Linked DNA regions of Muntiacus reevesi: region 1 is linked to region 2. The links are chromatin contacts, called in public Hi-C maps. All regions are on one chromosome and are shown on one strand. Each heading gives the region's core, a stretch centred on a gene start, on an enhancer-like site or on the middle of the called end of the contact. The rest is flanking DNA. Distances are from core to core; before and after follow the strand shown.

Region 1 (4,820 bases), core at 1,914-4,413, 380 kb after region 2:
AAGTTCACAAGAATCACACATAAAGACCCCAGACATGAAATCTCTCTTTAGGGTTTCTTATGGATGATTTGAAAGAATTTGAATATATTCAAGTCAATCCTTTTTTTAATCCTATCACTGCTGGGGTGACGGAGGTTCACAGAGTGATGCCAACTGGTTACTAATGGGGAGAAATCAAGAAATGAGAGAAGGCAGGACATTATGGAAGAAATTCGATGGGTATAAAGTTTCATAAAGTTACTTTCTTAGTAACTGAAAAGAGATTGAGAGGTGGGTGCACAGTTTTCCTCACCATTCATTTGGAAAAGAGAAGGGGACCTACAAAAATGTAAATCCTTACTTTTAAAATATTTTCAATAATTTTTTTTTTCTTTTAACATCTCCTGGTTAATTTCTTTCAATTTGGGGGCGAGGGGTAAGTATTAGAAATGTGGGACTCTGGCACTTGGCCCCAGAAAGGGTCTGAGGACCCTGGTGGTGGGATTAATTATCTATAAACCAGGCCTGGTGGGGTCTTCCTTCAAGGATTTCTCGCAGAGAATCAAGAGGGCTGAGGCACTAGGAGGGTGAATTCATTCCCAGCCCCCACTCTGGTTGGTTCTACGGCTAGAGAGAGCAGATCTCCCTCTGCTCTGCAGCGCCCCCACGGGGCCAAGATTGGAATGGCAACAGAACGCGAGAGGGACAGGCTGTTTAAAGTGGTGGTGGGGAGGAACCCATGAGGCTGGATAGCAACTTTGACAAGAAAAGGGACCCCACATCACAAAAGTTATCACAATGCAGAATCAGTAGCAGGGCAGAACCACACAATTCACATTCCAAACCACACAGATACACCTGAGAAACATACTCATAAAAAATACAAAAATTATCACCCATAGAAATACACAAAGACGATCGCTTCAGCAAAATCGGTGTCATTTAGAATCCGGTGGGATTCCTTTCAAACTCTTTGGAAATCAGGGGGAAGGGGACAATTTAAAAAACAAAATGAATCTGCACTTAACGATAACGTGTGTCTTCGGGGGTAAAATGTTCATTTCGACAACGGTGACAGGATTAGGCCTATGTATATTTTTCAAAAATCCTTCACAAGACAGGCTTTTCTGCAGAAGCTGCAGTAATCCATCTGTCAATAAGTATTAAAATATTCAGATTTCAAAAGGACAGACACACTTAGGCATTTTTCCTAAGCTCCAGCCCTTGTGGAAAATAATAGACCCCTTTGGATCTCTCCTGGTTCTAAAAACTCCCACACGGCCTTTTCAAAAGGGGGGCTGCGCTGACATTTTCAGCAACAGATCTAAACTTCTTACAGACTTCTGGGAAACAGATCCCCAAATATCCAGGAAACAGTCAGTAATCTCTCTGCTCACTTCTCCACTATAAACCCAAATCTGGAGGTAGATTATTTGGGGAGATATCTTTATTGAAAATTAACATGTGCAGAAATTTTGTGGAACCTTTAAGAACTCGTCTGTAATTTAATGAGTCCCTCCTGAAGGACTTTCATAGCCAAGCTCAGAACAGCCTGACCTTTGAAAGCTGCTTCTGGTCCAAACATTTTGGTTAATACTTGAGAATCTGAAATATTATTTTCCCCTCACACCCTTCTTTTAAGAGAGAGACATAAAAGAAACAAGAGTCTCCCTCATTCAGGGATGAGTAGGAGGGAAAAAACCCAACCAACATTTAAATAGGGAAACTGGCAGTTCTGAATAAACAAACCAAGGCCCACAGTGAAATGATTCTGCACTGCATTTGCTTTAAAAAGAAAGGAAGGAAGAAAGAAAGAAAGATTTCCCCCCTTTTCCTCTCCTCCTAACTCAGCTCTAAAGCTAAGAGGAGTGTGCTGCGTGAAGCGCGTTGTAGTTGTAGCACAGTCTGTTTTAAATCCACGCAGTATCTGTGATACTGCATCGCAGGCCTTTAGAATTCCCTCCGGCTGGTCTCTTTAAACACAGACAGGAGAGATTTTTAACAACGACCTTGAAACGAGCTGGGAGGGAGCGGGGGGAACCAAGACCTAAAGAAAAAGCAAAACACAAACATGATTTGGCTCACAGAATTTTGTAGAACACACGCGTACGCGTACACATACACACACGTTTCTTGCAGCAAGAATTTTCCTAAGAGTCAACAATAACAGAAAGAGTAAACCCACCACTTGCTGTCCTGGAAAGAAACAAACCCAAACAAATCCTTTGAACATTTCTCTCAAGTGCAGGAGAGCCGTTCTCTCAGTAAAAGTCCAAGGGGAAAAGGAAAATTTAAAACCCTCCCCCGCCCCCCCGAAAAAAGTGGGGGTTGGAATTGTTACATACGACCAAAAATTCAAGCTTCTTTCTACACTATCAGTATTAAAATAACACGTCTTCCTTAATTCGCTTGAGAGATTTCGTAGGGGTAAAACAAAACAAAATCCAACCGATGCGGGATCCTACGATTTACGTAACATCACAAAGTTGCAAAAGGCAAAAATTAGAAGCAAAAATACGAAAACCATCATAATACAACCACCCCAAATCCCAAACCACCACACCAACAAAGAAAAAAAAAAAAATCCCAAACTGTCCCAAATAAAAATAAAGCAAATGAACCCACCGAAAACTGCTTGGCAAATATTTTTCTCGTGGTGCCTAATATTCTAGCTGGAAAGAGCTGTGGTGTTTATTGTTTTTTTGCTCTTACTCGCCCCGAAACCTACTATATATAACAGACTTTTCCCAAAGGTTCGAACCTCTCGCTTCCTTTTGTGTTTTGAGCTCGGAGGAGCTGAGTTTATGGGGAAGAGAGGAGAAATGAGCCCCAGACCCCGGGAAAGCGAAGCGCACTCCCCTTCTTATGTCACCGAATAGCAAATTAGTTCTCAGAATTCCAGAGGCCGAGCTTTGCTACAGCGAAGACGCCGACGTCACAGAGGGGGCGCCCACGTGACGGTGGCGGAGCAGGCTGTACCACCGACCGGGGGCCGGGGAGGGAGGGCCACCGTCCGGCCCCTCGACCCTCGCGCCGAAACCTCCAAACCCGAGACGTCCAGCCTGTGAGGACCCCGAAACCTGCCTGACAGTGAGAAAATATTTTGGCTTGGAGGGCTTTTTATGGCCCGGAGGAGGCAAAAGTCGCAGAGAGCTGACACCGAGTCCTCCCCTGCCACGTAGCAGTGGTAAAGTCCCCAGCTCAAATTCCGAGAATTGAGCTCTGTTGATTCTTAGAACTGGGGTTCTTAGAAGTGGTGATGCAAGAAGTTTCTAGGAAAGGCCGGACACCAGGTGATTATTGCTGTTGCTGCCGCCGCTGCTGCTGCCGCCGCCGCTGTTGCCGCTGGTGCCGCTGCCGCCGCCGCTGCTCATGATCATTATTTTACCTTTTAATTCTTTTTTTCTGCTCTTGCCAAATGCTTTGGCTCCAAGTTTCCTATGTGTATCTATTGATGTAAATGTATATATTTATTTATTGTAGCTGTCAGGTGTTAAAATAAATGCCGAAGATTAGTCCCACGTCTCTCCCACTCTAGGATGTAGATTTTTATATTTTTATTATTTTATTCTTGTTGTCTTTGAGTGAATTGGCCGGTTTGGGGAGGCTTTTGCCACCCTCCCTTGTGTTGTTTTGGTTTTTGAGGAGGAGGTGGAGGAGAGGAAGGAGGGGAATTAGGGGGCGGCCGGAGCAGAAAGGACGAGACAGTGCTTGGGGGGTGATTCGGGCAAGTCTGGGGGCTGTCTGGCCCCAGACGGCGGAGAGGACGCGCGCTCGCGCTCTCGCTCTTTATGCTGCTGCTTGCGTACGGCTTGTGATCTCGCTGGATTCGTGCGGCTGTGTTTTCTTCCCTCTTTTCTCGCTTGCAAACTGCCTTCCTTGCTCCCTCGCTCCAGCCTCGCCTTCCCTCCCTCCCTCTTCTTTCCCTCGCCTCTCCTTCCTTCCCCTCTCCCGTCCTTCTTGGTCACTCCGGGAGGCGAGGAGGGAGGCTGCCCTTTCGCTCGCCCCGCTGGCTCCCTTCCACCGGCCTCGGTCCTCTAGATTCCCCACCCCCACCTCCAAGCCGAGATTTTGGAGGAGAAATGCAAGCGAACTCCTCGTGGTTATTTATTTTTTTTCCCTTCATAAACCCAGATGAAGTATGGGTTCTACTGTTTCCTTTCTGAGCCGCGATCTTCCTAACGAGATCCGAGCGTTTTGGTGTCCCCTTCCCCTGCGTTTTGGGGGAGGTTTAGCTTGCCTGGGGGCGGGGATGTTGAATAGTTTGGAAATTATTCTTTCTTGGTTGCAGTCTAGGGAGTCGGGAACCCCCGCGCGCTCCCTCTCCCGGTCCTGGGGAGAGAGGCTTGGGGCGGGATGGGGATTTGGGGGTGGGGGTGGGAAAGGGGTGCGCGTTTGCACCTGCGGTGCTGTTCGGAGTGCGGGGACTCCGGGAACCTTCGCAGGACGGCCCAGCCAAGCGGGAAGGTGGCGGGATTTCTGGCGGTCGCGGTGTTTGTATTTTGGGCGCTGCGTGACTCGGTGTTAGCTCCCAATGGCTGTTTCCCCGCTTTCCTAAATTTTAATTTTTCCCATGGTGCAAGCTTTGTGAAAACAAACAAAACCAAAACTGCGGGTCGGAGAGTAGCGGCGTCAGGCATCAGATTCCCGAGGTCCTTGCACAGGGCAAGGGAAAAAGCAAACAGCCCCAGCCCGCGTTCCTACGTGCAAGACCCGGGAGGAGAGAAGGGCACTTTGTGGCCCTGGCTGGGGGACCTGGCGCGGGAGGAGGGGGCGCGGGCGCGAAGGGGAGATCTTTGTGAGTGATTTTGCAGAAATGGATTGCGAGGCTGGTCGGATTT
Region 2 (4,846 bases), core at 1,920-4,419:
CTAAAGGCTCTTTTTAGGCACCACTCCTTCTGGCAGCTTCCCTGAGGTTGAACCACTTCAGTGCAACCAAAACATACCCCCAGAAGAGCACCAGACACTCACTGTCACACACACACACACACACACACACACACACACACACACACACAGAGGGACAGGTAGGTTTCAGAACCCATGTGCCTCATCCATTGCTCCTCTCCTTTCAGTGTAAAAATAGCAACGTGCTCCATCCTCTCTTTTTATTATGTTACCTGGCATCTTCTATCCCTCTGCCCATTTTCTACTTAATGCATTATATCTCTGGGCTAACAGAGCCTCCAAGTCATTGTGAGTTACACTCTGCCCTTGGTCAAAACCCCCAAAATAGTTCTGAAATTAAATTCAATCTAAGTCTTCCTATTCCCAATTAACCCATGCTAGTTCCACCACAGGGTAGTCACATGTTAACACGCAGAGTCAAAGTTCTGGGCTGTTATTTTGAGTTCATTTCTAATTAACTGGATGACCTTAGGCAAGAGATAAAATTGAGATGACAGGGTCACCAGGCCCAATTCTCAGGGGATTTTTGAGATTCAAATGGAATATCTGATGGGAAACTTTTATAAAGTGCAAAGCACTGTACATTCATAAAGGGTATGATTAACAAATTTTATCAGCTCTAAGCTATCAGTGGTAAGATACACTGTTATCAACTTAGGACAAAGATCTACTCAACTATGACACATCTGTGACTATAAGACAACCCAATGTCACTGATATAGAATGTGAAAAAGTGTATTTTTCTGATGAAATACAAGTTCTCTGTCTCAATAAAATAAAGAATCTGCCATAAAATTTTCACATTTGCCAATGGCATATAGTAAGTAGTAGTATGTATGGAGTAAATGAGCAAACACTCACTGATAATTCTTAGGCCAGATTATTGCTTCTCTCACTGGAATGGGCGGCAGAGGATTACCCAGTGCCAATTCCTCCCCTCTTGCTCATGTCCCAGCCTGCTCAAAACCCTGAAATGATGACTTTAAGTCATATCCATGCCTGGCATTTTTAAGGACCTTCATAATGAAGCCTCCTCTCCCATCAACCACTGTCTGGAACTGACTGTTCACTGGAATATGTCCCTTCAAGAAGGGTTCTACCCTGTCAGTCCCGATCATAGTAACCAGCTCAATAGCAGTTTCTCCTCCTGCGAATCCTCAAAGCCAGGTCCAGGCCCACCCACTGTGTAGGTGGAGCATGATCCTGGGGGGCTGCCTGACCCAAGGGCTCCAGGTTTGCACCCTCACTACTCAGACAGCTAACCCCAACTACTTATTTTTTACCTAGAATCTATATTCTAGGTTTTAAAGCCTGGGTGCTGAGGTTGGGAGACTGCCTTGCAACCTTTTGACGGACCCTGGTACAGACAAAGACCCTGAAGGAAGAAGGCTGGTCATGGGATACAAAGAACCCTACCGGGAGTTCTGGCCTTCCACCAGCTACCAAAATTTACTGTAGACTTTAGAACTGGCACCCACCTTCTCTGGGCCTTTATTTATGTTTCCCTATCTGTAACAGCAAGGAGGGTGAGGAAGGAGGGGAGGGGAGCTGGAGGGAAGAGGCTTTTAGCTGCTTTTTCTCTTTCCACTTAAAGGCTGTCTTAAAATGCTCTTGTTCAAATGTTCAGAGGTAGGCCATTAAGTCACTAACACTTCAGTGAGAATGAGGTTTATTGGGAAGCAAGCAATTTAGAAAGGGGGGTAGGAGACAGAAAGATAGAGGGGATTGGATACAAAGTTAAATGAGTCTGGTACTAGAAAAGAAGCTCAAAGGCTAAAGTAAATGTTTGCATTTTGTGTTCAGGGTGAGCAGGCAGTGGATCACTGAGAAGGGAAGGGAAGCCAGAAACATCCTTCAGCTCCCCCAGCACCCCAAAGTCCCAAAGACACCCCTCTGTCCAAGTGCACTCAAGCACAGTTCCACTGATTACCCCATCTTAGGTACCCTCGCTGCCCCACCCCGTGCCCCCAGCACAGTAAGTTACCGTTCATCTCCACTGTCCACACTTGAGTCTTCCCTGCCTCTGCAGGTCCCAACGACACATGCCCTCGTTCCTTGTCCCCTAGTCTCTGACTTCAGAAAACCGCCCCCATCCTTCAAAAGCCTCCGAGCCCTCGTGAAGGACCAGGAGATCAAACTCCAGTCTCCGAGCCCCGCCCCGCGCCCTTACCCAGGACTTAGCACCTTCTGCCTGGGGTCAGGTTTGGGTCTTCGGTTGACTGAACGCTTCCTGAGGGCAGAGTCTGGGCCCTACACGCCTCTGGACCCAATAACCCAGCACAGGGGGGCACACAGTGAGTGCTGGAGAACTGCTTGGAGCAAAGGAACCAGGAGTCGGGAGCCATTGATTTTAGTTACGGCTCTGCCTCTAGTGAGCGACTTTGGGGAGACTCAGCTCTCTAGGCCTCAGTTGCCCCAGCTGGGAAATGGGGGAACTTGATGCCTGGGTTCCTAGGCCCCTTCCCCAGTGACAACTGTGATTCCGCGAAAGCGCAGAGCTGCTGGGTGTGGCCCCGCCCCCTGGGAGTCCTGAAAAGCCCGGGCAGGGGGCGCGCAGGGAAGGCCTCCAAGCCCGCCCAGCCCCCGGTCGAGGCTTCCCCAAAATCTCGGGGTCCCCCTCCCCCACGCGTGCACCCCGTGATCGCGCCGCGGCCGGCACTTCCGCACCGCGGGCCCTGCGGCCCGGGCCGGGCGCGCACTCGGTGCCCTGCGCCCGGCTGTCCTGCCACCCCGGAGGCGCTCGCGCCGGGGAGGGCTGGGGGTTCCCGAGGCGCCCGCGGGCGGAGGGTGAGGGGAAGGAAGGAGGATTTGCAACAATACCTCGGGGAGGAGGCGGCCGGGGCAGCGGCGGCGGCGGCGGCGGCTGGAGGCGGAGGCAGCGGCGAAGGAGGAGGTGCCCGGGCACTCCCCCTCCCATTGTCCCCAACCCCGGCCAGGCCCGGCCCCGCGCCCCGCACCGCGCCCCGCGCCCGGGGCTGCGCAGCCAGCCCTTACCTTGCAGCGGCCGGCTGTCCCCCGCTCGCTAAAGCTACTTATCCCGGGAAAGCTCGCGCGGGGCCCGGGAGCGAACCCACAGACAAAAAGTGAAACTTCGGCAAGGCTGGAGCGGCTGCTGGTTGGTGCCTTTCCCCCTCCTTCCTCCCGCCGTCCCCACCCCCTCCCCTCGGTCTCCCGTGCGGTGCCCTGAGAGCTGGAGGCTGACGTCAGGGGCCTGAATTCCTGACTTTGCCTGCACGCATTTGTCCATGTAAGGTATGGGAAGGCGGGTGCCCGCGGGGCCGCCGCGCTCGCCGCCGGGGGAGGGGGCGCCCGGCCCCCGAGGTGGGTGCACCGAGGGCGGTGGATTTCCTGGGAGGAAGAGAAGACGACGCCGGGAACGCGGGGAGCTTGCCGGGGGAGGAAGGGAAAGAGGGAGGTGTGGAGCCTTTGCCTGCCCTGGAGGAAGAGGAAGGAGACGTGGAAGGAGGAAGCGGCCGGGGCGAAGGGGCTACTGAAAAAAAAAAATGAGGGAACCTGCGTCCACTGTTAGGGCGCCAGACTAGGGGGTTGAGTCTGGGTAGACGAGCTCTGCCGTGGAATCCCCCTGCAAGATCTTGCTCGTGAGCCCCGCCCCGGATTCCCAGCAAGGTTCAAACGTCCTGGATGTCGGAACTGGCCCCGACCAACTTCCAGCCCGTCCACTTCACACGGGAAATCTGAAGCTCTCGGAAGAGAAACGACTCGTACAAGGTCATGCCCGCCACGGATCCCGGCGCGGGAGCCGGATGCTCAGTCTCCCAGCTATGTTCCTGTCTGCAGGCAGGGGCCCGACTCCCTCCTTCCCGCGGACCAGTCAGCGGGGCTGGATGTCAGAGGGCAACGCGGACCCCCCTGGGAAGAGATTCGGAGCTTCCCCGGGGCCCCTGCGCGGTCAGTTCCTGGAAGGTTCTGATTGCCAGTGAGCCCTGCATAGCCACGCTGATCAGTTGCTTCAAGGCAACTCCCTCCATCCAGTGCTCAAATAAACGAACCCCTGGAATCTACTTCACAGCCCTATCCAGAAACCCAGACCTTGTGCTTATAGCTTCAAAAAATAAATAAATAAATAAATCTACGAATTGGGTGAATGAGTTGAATAAAGGCAAGACTGTTCTTGGAAGGTTTGTGTAGGACTTTTTCTCTGGTTATTTGTAAATGTGAGCACCATGCGAGGGGGCTATAATGTGCGTCAGCCATTGCCTGGAAGGCACGCCGAGGCTGCAGACTCCTTTCCTTATACTTCTGTCCTGCTTCCTGATGTCTAAACTAATCATTCCTCACTCCAGCACATCGTAAAAGCACTTTCTCCCAGGTTTATAAGATCTTCATAAAACAAATTGTAGTCCGTCACTGACGTTTGAGGTAAAAAGTCAGGCAAAATAACTTACCCAACCCAGAAACAGCAAGCAGTTTAAACCCACCTCTGGTGTCAAGGTCACCTGACTGGTCCCATGATTTTTCCACCAAAGGAGGAGGCCCTGATCTCCTAATTCATATTAATAAATGTTGAGAGTACACCATGAGTTACTAATTCATGAAATCTCCAAAACTTGGTTCTTTTGAGATTTGGTGTGACTTTTTTTTTCTTAACCAAGAATTAAACAAATGCAGAAACATATTTTTGCACTTAACCATTTATCAGGCATATTCTTTGTGCAAAGTCTTTGACTTCACACATTTCTGTTCTAAATTAATCTCTCAATTTCTCATCTATTCATACAAAAAATATGAAAATAGAGAAATTCAATAATTAAATATTTTTCTCTTTGCAACTGGTATAGTTTGAAAT

The links. A called contact is a pair of places that touch in the nucleus more often than the background predicts.
Region 1: a Hi-C map of muscle shows a contact between it and region 2, with 6 times the contacts expected there. The contact joins the promoter of BCL6 here to the promoter of LPP in region 2. A contact is called at or near these places in 2 of 3 Hi-C or Micro-C datasets (blood and muscle).

What each region holds. Positions count from the first base shown.
Region 1 is chr8:57,639,091-57,643,910 of mMunRee1.1, forward strand. It overlaps BCL6 (BCL6 transcription repressor), which reads left to right and starts at 3,164. Exons shown (of 10, transcript XM_065942964.1): 1 at 3,164-3,272. It overlaps LOC136173386 (a long non-coding RNA gene), which reads right to left and starts at 3,037. Exons shown (of 3, transcript XR_010664213.1): 1 at 2,605-3,037; 2 at 1-2,026.
Region 2 is chr8:57,256,989-57,261,834 of mMunRee1.1, forward strand. It overlaps LPP (LIM domain containing preferred translocation partner in lipoma), which reads right to left and starts at 3,170. Exons shown (of 13, transcript XM_065943114.1): 1 at 3,034-3,170.